Regions from separate parts of the Sus scrofa genome. Here all the other regions are linked to region 2. Evidence: chromatin contacts called from public HiChIP or PLAC-seq data. All regions are on one chromosome and are shown on one strand. Each heading gives the region's core, a stretch centred on a gene start, on an enhancer-like site or on the middle of the called end of the contact. The rest is flanking DNA. Distances are from core to core; before and after follow the strand shown.

What was found. HiChIP or PLAC-seq counts read pairs in DNA pulled down with a chosen protein or histone mark.
Region 1: an H3K27ac HiChIP or PLAC-seq map of skeletal muscle shows a contact between it and region 2. The contact joins two enhancer-like sites. A contact is called at or near these places in 1 of 47 Hi-C or Micro-C datasets (embryonic fibroblasts) and 1 of 2 datasets of contacts at active chromatin or transcription factors (skeletal muscle).
Region 3: a contact with region 2 is called in an H3K27ac HiChIP or PLAC-seq map of skeletal muscle. The contact joins two enhancer-like sites. A contact is called at or near these places in 4 of 47 Hi-C or Micro-C datasets (embryonic fibroblasts and liver) and 2 of 2 datasets of contacts at active chromatin or transcription factors (alveolar macrophages and skeletal muscle).

What each region holds. Positions count from the first base shown.
Region 1 is chr13:96,293,574-96,296,863 of Sscrofa11.1, forward strand. All of the region lies in intron 4 of KCNAB1 (potassium voltage-gated channel, shaker-related subfamily, beta member 1), which reads left to right. Among named protein-coding and RNA genes, the nearest start is that of SSR3, 95 kb to the right of the region's middle. Within about 2 kb of position 1,353, at least 6 of the 83 cell types and tissues checked have an H3K27ac peak or open chromatin away from gene starts, as enhancers often do. A contact at or near this core is called in skeletal muscle, where this site is marked.
Region 2 is chr13:96,927,115-96,930,473 of Sscrofa11.1, forward strand. No RefSeq gene overlaps it. Among named protein-coding and RNA genes, the nearest start is that of CCNL1, 76 kb to the right of the region's middle. Within about 2 kb of position 1,702, at least 46 of the 83 cell types and tissues checked have an H3K27ac peak or open chromatin away from gene starts, as enhancers often do. A contact at or near this core is called in skeletal muscle, where this site is marked.
Region 3 is chr13:96,367,227-96,370,510 of Sscrofa11.1, forward strand. The region is part of intron 14 of KCNAB1 (potassium voltage-gated channel, shaker-related subfamily, beta member 1); the gene reads left to right. It also overlaps a transcript of SSR3 not described here. Among named protein-coding and RNA genes, the nearest start is that of SSR3, 21 kb to the right of the region's middle. Within about 2 kb of position 1,750, at least 15 of the 83 cell types and tissues checked have an H3K27ac peak or open chromatin away from gene starts, as enhancers often do. A contact at or near this core is called in skeletal muscle, where this site is marked.

The sequences.
Region 1 (3,290 bases), core at 103-2,602, 630 kb before region 2:
CTCTTCCTGAGATTCTGGCATTTTGCAAGGATAATGTTTTAATCAAAAGAAATGGTTAAGATTGACTCAAAGATTATTTTCCATTTTATCTTGCTTCTCGTATTTTTCACATTAAGACTATTAATAACCCTTGAAGCTGTCAATCTATTATATGTTCAGGCTCAGTAACTAGAGAACAAGCCAGTTGGAACTAATAGTTAGTCACTTTACAAAACGTTTTTATTACTGGTATGTGTGTTTTATATTCACCGAGTGTGACTAACTGGTCCCAGTTTGCATGGACTTTCCTGTTTTAGGATCTCTCAGTCCAGGGCAAACTGGGACAATTGATCATTCTGGCTTGGGCAAGTTAATCCATCCTCTCTAGTCCTCAGTTTCTCATATTCAAAATGGGATGATAGTGTTGACCTTGAAGGTCTGCTGAAAAAATTAACCATGATAACATGCATGTCAAACATCTCTATAACATTCTGACTAGTAGGTAGCAGACACTCAATACATGGGACCCATAACACTGCATTTACTACAAAACTCCTTCAAATCTTTATTTACACATTCAGAACAGTGTTTACCAAAGTGATATTCTTACCATTACCTGTAATTATTACCTTCATGGCATAAGTGAGCTTTGGAGGCATTGAGTACCAACAGCTCCCCTAAAGAAACCCCCTCTGGTCCCTCTAAGCCTTGCTCGCCTTCCTTGACACCACTGAGGAGTCAGGGAAAGTTATCTGAGTGGATACATTCAGTGAGATCCGGCTCACTCTGCATTAACTTAGGTTTGCTAACATTTACATTTACCAACAGTTGCCACATCAGTAAAATGCAGATGATGGCCCCTGAGATCAGTGAACTGATGCCTCTGAAGGGCTTGGCCCTGTGCCTGACCCAGGTCCAGCCCTTTATAAAGGTAGTTCTTACTATCATTCCTAAGGAGATACTTAGGGAAATAACATAGCCCACAAGGTTACCATTATTTAATATGTCTAGGGGGAAGAGCCTTATCTGCATATTCCTATCTGTCTAGGTCACCACAGAGAGCTTGCCACAGAGGAGACCTTGGCAAGCAGACCTGCAATGGAAATTAGCATGCAGAACAGTTACTAGGATTGGGTCATGATGCAGTCTCAGCAATGATCTCAGCTGACCCTGTGGGAGCTCCAAAGCTGAGATGGCCCTGAAGAGTTGTGCCAGGTTGGGGCAAGAGGAGTGAGCATTTATATCCCTTGTGTGAGCAATTTTTGGATAGAGGCTGCCCTGGGAAGCAGGTCTGACCTTGGGTTAGGTGATTCACTCTAGCCAAGTGCCTTCTCATCGCAGCATTCCTTGCAACTAGGGGAATAATCCCTGAGTTCTGAAGGAGGAGAGGCTGACCATGCCAGGGTCCAGTCCAGGACCTCTGACTAGCATCAGGACAACTCATGGAGGAGGCATAGAGGCAAGTCCCTAGATATCGAAGCAATAGCTGCAGACTTTAATCAGATGCCAAACAAGTGACAAGGAAGGCAGGATATCTACAATTAATAATCCCCTGTATCCAGAACATGCACAAAATTTTACTGCTTAGTATGGTGCTTGGAGGGGAAAATGATAAAAGTATCTTCCCTTTGGAGCAGTGGGGTCAACTATAAACATATAATTTCCTACTTCATCTTTGCTTTCTCCTCTGCTGTAGTGAGCCCAACTTGCCAAGGTCATAGTATGAAGGGCTGGCCTCTGAAACAAATCCTTTCAAAATTACAATTCTAAAAACCACACAGTAAATCTGTTGTGAATGACTGCAGAGGTTCCTACCTTGGATACAGACCAGACAAAGAGCTATTGTCTTTCCAGAGAGCAACTGTGGCTTCCCCCTCAGGGCCAGGCAGAGAGATTGCCAGCAAGAAGGAAGGGAGGCACAGCCAGACCACAGTCACACCCGTGGCTGAATTGATGGAGCTCAACTATTTCCAGGAGGCAGTACAGGCCAATAGCAATAAATTCACCTCCCTAGATTTTCCTGCTCACACTCTGGCTTCAGATGATCTCTGAAGGTCATATTAGAACAAAGAAGATACTAATACATGATCCTGGGATGACCACACACAGTAATGTGCTGAGTGCTGCCTTGGGAGGTAGTGATGTCCTTGATACTGGGAGAGTTCAATCATTTATTGAATAGCCACTTGGCAGGAATATTATCAAAAGGATTCAAATTCAAAATTAGAGGATTCTGTGAGGTACCTCCCAAAGATGACTTGGCTTCATCATAAAACCAAGGTAGACATTATCCACATGAATTATAGTATTTTAAAATGATGTTAAGAGTGTATTTCCATCTTATAGCACTTAATTTTCGGAGTTTTATATATGTTTGTGTTTTCTTTTTTTTCTGTTTGTCTTTTTCTTTTTTCTTTTTTTTTTTTTTTTTTTTTTTTTTGTCTTTTGTCTTTTGTCTTTTTAGGGCTGCACCTGCGGCATATGGAAGTTCCCAGGCTAGGGGTCTAATTGGAGCTATTGCTGCCAGCCTACGCCAGAGCCACAGCAATGCCAGATCCGAGGCACATCTGCAACCTATACCACAGCCCACGGCTCATGGCAACACTAGATCCTTAACCCACTGAGCAAGGCCAGGGATTGAACCCACAACCTCATGGTTCCTAGTCAGATTTGTTTCTGCTGTGCCAAGACAAGAACTCCTATTCATGTTTTCTCATCTGTGAGGTAGACATCCTTCAATTGCAAGTAACAATAAATCCAACTCAAATTGGTTAAGTCAATAAAGGAAGAAATTATTTTTACTTTCAAATTAGTAGTGCATAGGTAGAGCAAGTTTTAGGATGACTCAGTCAGAGCCTCCACTCCACTTACTGGTGATTCTCCAGACCTTGTGTTCCCTTGTATGTCAACTTCATCCTCAGTAAGATAGCTATAGATAGCTTAGATCTCAATTAGAATAATAACTCCAGGGAAAGAATTTGGCTTCCAGAAAGTCTGCAAGAAGAACAAGGAAAAATGTTCCCAGAAGACCTCAGTCAATCTCTCCTCACATCCCATTGGCCCAGATGTGTCACATGACCTTCCCTGAACCACAGTAAGGCCCATCAGGCATCCCTTGAAAGAGAATGAGGTCAGCTTCCCCTGTGACCTATGGGTGTCCCGAGGGACCTGAACAGAATCATCCTTATTTTGTAGCTGAAGAAACTGAAATATAGGTCAAATGATTTGCCCACATTTATTTGTCTAGTATGTGGTACATTCAGGGCCAGCACTGGTCCTCTGACTTAGTTCAGTGATTTCTTTTAATTATT
Region 2 (3,359 bases), core at 452-2,951:
GCCGGCCTACAGATAATGGGGGGGTGGGAGGTTTGGGGGGCATTCTGCTATGAGAGAGCCCCTAGGTTGAATTATCTCTTCAATAAAACACCATCTTCTCTGACCTGCCTTTGGAAGAAGTGGATGAGCATCTAAGATCCCAGCTGTGATGGAATCTAGGAGGCCCTTGGTAGCTGCTGAGGAAAGATGCTTCTCTACAACTTTGAATTCCAACTTCCCTTTGCAGAAGGTAAAGATGACTTTCACATTGTTGGAGACATTAGTCACAGATGAATTAGTCACAGTTTAACCCCACCCACCCACCCCACACATTTCTACCCTATATTCTTATTGTGATCTGGTGAATCTTAGAAGTGACAAATGAAATCAAGAGCTCCAGGTAGCATTTCCTCCTTGGTGAAGGGGTTTGTTTTGTTCCAGGTTTTTGTCTCCATGCTTCTCAGACAAAAGACTTATAAAAGATCCCCTTGAAATGGTGAAGCTCTACAAGCTCATTTTAATGATAGAAGTTATTTCATGCCTTGTTTAACTTTTAAAATTATTTTCAATATCTCCTTTTCCAGATTTCTTAGGTCTCAGAGAGAAAATTAAATGAAGTTCAATGGATTCAAGGCAAATCGAGCAGTCTGAAGTCACCTGGTAACGCAATGGTTCCCCACGAAGCAGGCAGCTGTCTCCCACATCACACCTCCTAGGCTGGTCAGTTCGGCATCACATTTGTTCTGCAGAGTAAAGCTCTGGCATAGGCTCTGGCTGCCTCAGGTCAGCTGAATATTCACAGCAGCCACCCTTTCCTGATGTCTTTCTGCCTTCCCAGCATATACCATGGCCTAAAAAATCCCTATCCCTATGTGAAGAAGCGGGTCTTTCTTTTAGGTCCTAACAGGAAGGAGCTGTACACTAAACAGTGACAACATGAATGGCATCCTGGTAGAAGGACTCTTCTTTTCCCTGTCTCCTCTAGCCACTGACCCAGACCTCCTGGAGGCCATACCATGATGCTTGAGTAGGAAAAAGAAAACTCAGGTCCATAACCCTAGACTTGGATGTTCAAATCATGGCAAACGAGGGGAGAAAAGACTGAGGGGACCAACAGGGGCAAATCCAGAATGTTGAGATCTCATTTATTTTCACCGTTTAGGGAACTTGTTGATTAGTATCCTTTTCCCTCTCTGATTTCAAAATAATAAGTAATTCTTAACTTTTAGGGAGGAAATCTGCAGCAGCAAGAGGAGTAAGATCACAGGATGAGTAAGGAAGAGGGTGCATGTGTTCTCTTCCTAGATCCTGTCCCCTGACACTCCCAGCTCTCCGAATACACACACACACACACACACACACACACACACACACACACACACAGTCAGTGTTTCATCCAGTGTAAAAATAGCTGTCCAGGTTCTGTCATTCATCCCTAAACAGTAATAAAGGGCGGGCCTCCCAGCAGTGCCTGCTGCCCTTTAGTAGCTTATTCTATCAGGTGACGCCTCACACCTCCCATTCCCCACCCCAAGTTGGCTGAATGTCCCCGGTGACCTTACACGTTTTTATTTTACTCAGCAGCTTGGTTTTTAAGCGGAAAATCCTCTGGCTTTCTGAGTTGAGTCGGCCGCACCGCGGCCTCCCCTCCTCCACACTCCAGGCAGCAGTGCCAGGAGAGCGTTTCCATCTGTGTTGGGAAAGAACGGCCTCTCTGTGCTGCCCAGCACGTCCAGCGTGAGGGCGCGGAGGCCGGAACACGCTCTTCCGCACGGGAACAGCTTTCCGAGGGCCTTGGAGGAGGCTCTGGCCTTGCCTAACGAGGGCCAGGCGCCACCCCCCCGTGGGCCCCGGCTCAGTCCTAGCAGGATCACCCCATCCCTACCCGGGGCACTGATTTCCCCCCCACCCCGGCGCGGAAGGAGTGCCTGCGGTCCCGCTGCTAGGGTTTGCGCATGCGCGAAGGGTCGCGTTCCTCCAGGCTCCTCACGCGGTTGGTCGCCTGCGGCCTCAGAGGGGCGGGGGTGCCCGCAAAGAGCCCAGCACGGTTGGTCCCCGCTGTCCGTCCAGGATCCTGGCAGCGTGTTGAGGACACTGCAGCATTGGAAGAGAGCCAAAGAATGCTAAAGGTTCCTTAGAGGACGTTTGCTCCATGCCTCCATTTTACAGATGAGGCCATTGAGTTCCCAGGAGGTGTTGGGAAACACCTAAAGCTGCATTTCTGGGCTCTACCAGCTGGAACCAAACCTGGCTCTTAGTGGCATGATTTAGGCACTTTTTCAGTGAGCATTTATCAGGTGCCTGGATGTACACTGTGTACTAAATATATGTATGGTATGGGAGATAACCACAAATACATCAGAAGCATTGTAACTGTGGCCACTCCAGAATTGGGCTTACAGTGACACAGACCTGGGTTTGATTTGATGATTTGCAGGAACCCGCTACTGGCTGGATGGACTTCTGAAGCAATTAACCTCTCTAAGTCCCAGTTTCCTCGTCTGTAAAGCGGTAATTTAAAAAAGAAAAAGAAAAAAAAAAAAATAGGACATACTTGCTAGGGTCCCAGGACTTAGATAAAGTGCACATGGCTTAAAACAAAATCTGCACCTGGAAGTCTCTCAAACAAATATTCATGCAATGCTTTGAGAAGTCAAAAGCGCTGGGCGCACAGGCGTTCACGAGACAATCACGTACTCATTTCCAGACAGATGTTGGGCAGCACTAGAGCGAAGGTACTTTACCGCGCTCAGGGACATTCACACAGGGTTACATGACCTGGCAAGACAGGGAAAGGCGGAAATGGCCTCTGTTTATCTTTCCTCCTGCTGCCGGTCCTTCCCCCTCCCTCCCCTCAGAACTCTCACTGTGACTCATGGTGGCTGCAGAGATATGTCTGGGCCTCTTATCAGGGTAAAATGTGTTCTGCGAGGTGGTGCAGTTTATGTTTGAAGTTCTGCTTTATCACATGGGCCTCTCTCCTCTTTTCCTAGGCGGGACAAGCCCAAGAAGGAGCAATTGGGTTAAGCGGATAAGAAGGAATAATGGTTAAACGCCTAAGGTGTCAGATTGGAGTAGTCTGGAATCATAGATATTGAAGACCATCTGGTACAATGATGGCCCCTCCTGTTAAGGAAGAAGGGGTAAAAAAAAAAAAAAAAGCTGTGAAAGGTAACTTTTAGATTCAAGTTAGATCCCTGGTTTTCTGTGCCCCATAATTTATTCACCCATTCATACACACTGCTTTGGGGGCAGGGGATCCATTCTAACTGCCAGGTATAGGGACTGCCTCAGTAAGCAGGGAAAAGGGAGAGGAAAATGGGAATTCAGGACTCCCAGTTTCTTTGTACAGCTTCACAGATGGCAATACCATTTACTGT
Region 3 (3,284 bases), core at 500-2,999, 560 kb before region 2:
GAAGGGCACAGGCAGGGGACAGATCACACAGGACTCCAGAGGAGTCATGAGTTTTGTTCTACATGTAGCAAATTCTTTGGAGGGTTTTAAGAGGAGGGACATGCTGTTATTTTAATTTTTAAAGATTGCTCTCACTGCTGTGTGAAAAGCAGAATGAAAAGGCAAGGATGGATTGTCCAGGTAACAGGTGTTGGCTGGACTAGCAAGGATGGTGGCTTTGTAGGTAAAGTAGGATTCTGTAGGCTTTGGAAAGAGAGACTGGACTTTTGGATGCCTTGGCAAGAAGAGGGATGAGCTGAGGATTCCTGTCATGCTAATAGAGTGATCACTGACATCCAAAGGGGGAGCTAATATTGCTGGAATGGTTGAAAAAAGAGAGAGAGAGAGGCAGCTCCTGGACTGTGGGAGTACTGTAGGTAGCTAAAGATACATTTCAGTGGAAAAATGAGTCAGTCATCTCCCCAGAGCATTTCCTCCCAGCAGGGCTCTGGCTGGTAGCAGGACGGGCTTCTATGCTCGGGCTTCCATGCTCAATGCACAAGAGAAAAGGATGTTGTCTTAGCAAGAAGCTGCTACCAGGACAGCTTACCATATCCTCTCCCTTTCTACTCCCACCTCTGGCCAGCCCAGCACCAAAGGTTCTGCCCTCAGTCAGCTGTGACTGGGCCCCTTGATATAGTGAGGCTACTAGATTGGGGCCGCTGGGGACTCCCAGCAGATAGAAAGCATGCAGTGCCAGCAGTTATAAGGAAATTTCTAATGGGCAAAGGCAGGCAGCTGCTTCTTTGAATGTACCTAAGGTGAGCATAAACTGGAGAGGTTTTGCTAAGCATCAGCAGACAGGAGAAACAGGAAAGAAGCCACAGCTGCAGGCAGTCCCGTCAGCAGCTCAGGTCCCCAACCTCCAGCCTCAAAGCCCTTGTGAGGTTCCCCACCAGCTACTCAGGGAAGTCCGACTCCTCAGCACTCAGGCCCTTCCCATCCAGGGCTCATCACCCCTCCCTCACCTCCTCTGGGATCCTAATCCCCAGAATAGTGGTCCTCCCCCTGCGGAGTGTCCACCACCCTAGCCTGGAAAAATCCTGGTCCATCCCCAAGGCCCAGCTCAAAGTGACTCAGTCCTGGAAGGACTTCCCTGACACCTGCCAGCCCGTGACACTTGCCAGACCTCCCTCACTCCCCAATTATTGCACTCAGGGTAACACCTTGGTTGCAAAACTGCTAGCTCGTGGGATGTTTGTGTGATCTCTAGTAGATGAAAATGTTTTCAAACAGTTGCCAACATTTAAAAAAAAATGGGCAGCAACTTCACATAAAATTCTGGATGTTATGGCTTTTCTTGAATATTTAAGTCTTGCAACACTATATATACATGTATATATTTCATGTTTTATTCAAGTACTTTATGGTTTCATTTTTCTAATGTTTAGATCTCTTTTCTTATTGGTGTAATGAATGAAGAATGTTTTTTCCTCACATGGCTAACCCACTATATTTTAGACCCAAAATTTCCAACAAATCCAGTTTCTAGATTTGGGTCTCATTGCTGCAGTCTCACTTTAGCACAGTAGTTTAGATCTCTGATGCTCCAGAGCTGGTGGGAAACCAAACTCTCTTCTAGGAGAGGAAAGCGTTACCAGAACCAGTGAGGAAGTCCTACACTATTCCACCAAACTCTAAGGCTTCTGAGGAGAGCACTGAGTGGAGACAAGGTCACTCTGGCCAACATGACTGCAGGCAGAGGAAGGGTGAGGCTCAAACCTCAGCATCAGTCATCAGGAATGTATTTCACCACGGTCTCCACAGAGGGTCAGACTATTCCTGAAAGAAAGTCTGCCTTTGTTCCTTGTCCTAGTGTAACACATGCCCTTGGCCTATTTCTTGCAATAAATACTAGCTAGCCCTAGATGATCTCACCCTTTCCTAGGGCTTCAATTAGCATGACGGTGCAGATAACTCCTAAACTCTCAACTCCAGTCCTTTGCTACCACTAAGGTCCACAGCTGCCCTTCTGGCTGCCTACGAGTCACTTCTTTTTTTTTTTTTTGTCTTTTTAGGGCCACACTTGTAAGTTCCCTGGCTAGGGGTCGAATTGGAGCCATAGCTGTGGGCCTACGCCACAGCCACAGCAATGCTATATCTGAGCCACGTCTTCGACCTACATCACAGCTTGAGGCAACACCAGATCTTTAACCCACTGAACAAGGCCAGAGGTCAAACCTGAGTCCTCACGGATACTAGTCAGGTTCATTACCCCTGAGCCACGATGGGAACTCCTACCAGTCACTTCTACGTGAGATCCCATAGGCACCTTCACTTCAACACATCCTACTCCAAACTTCTTGTGCTCCAGACTTCTGTGGATCCTGTATCAGTATCTTCCTAGTCACCCAGTCTTTAAGTTGCCATCAGCCTCCAAAATGTCTCTCCAAGTCACTCTCCTTTTCTACTCCACTGCTAACTGTCTAGGTAATGCTTATTGTCTCTGGCTGGGACTGCAATTAATTTCTAACATCTGTGTCCCCTTTCAATCTCCTTCCAACTCATCCTTCAAAATACCTCTAGGTGTCTAATGGGGTCACTCACAGCTGAGAAGTCCTCTGAAATTCCCACTGCCTACAGCATTAAGCCCCAACTCCAAAAAATGGAATTCGAGGCCTTCCACTCTTTACCGGAATTTCTTTTTTCCATATTCCCACCATCCCCACACTTCATTCATTCACTCTACACTTCTATCACTCCATTTCACAGACTCCACTTTTTCACGCTATTCTCTCTACCTGGTATTCCTGTTAATCCCTCACAAGGATTCTAACTGATTCTCTCCTTATCTTTGGACCCCTGCTGTTCACAGGTGGCTATTAAGTGCACATAAGGCAGCCAATCCAAATGGAGATGTGCTCTTAGTGTCAAATGTACACCTGATTTGAAAGACTTAGTACTTTAAAACATGTAAAGCATCTTTTTTTTTTTTTTTTTTTTTTTTTGTCTTTTGCAATTTCTTGGGCTGCTCCCGCGGCATATGGAGGTTCCCAGGCTAGGGGTCCAATTGGAGCTGTAGCCACCGGCCTACACCAGAGCCACAGCAACGTGGGATCCGAGCCATGTTTGCAACCTACACCACAGCTCACGGCAACGCCAACCCACTGAGCAAGGGCAGGGACCAAACCCACAACCTCCTGGTGCCTAGTCAGATTCGTTAACCACTGCGCCACGACGGTAACTCCTAAAGCATCTTAATATTCTATACTGACTACATGCTGAAATGATGTTCTGATACAGTA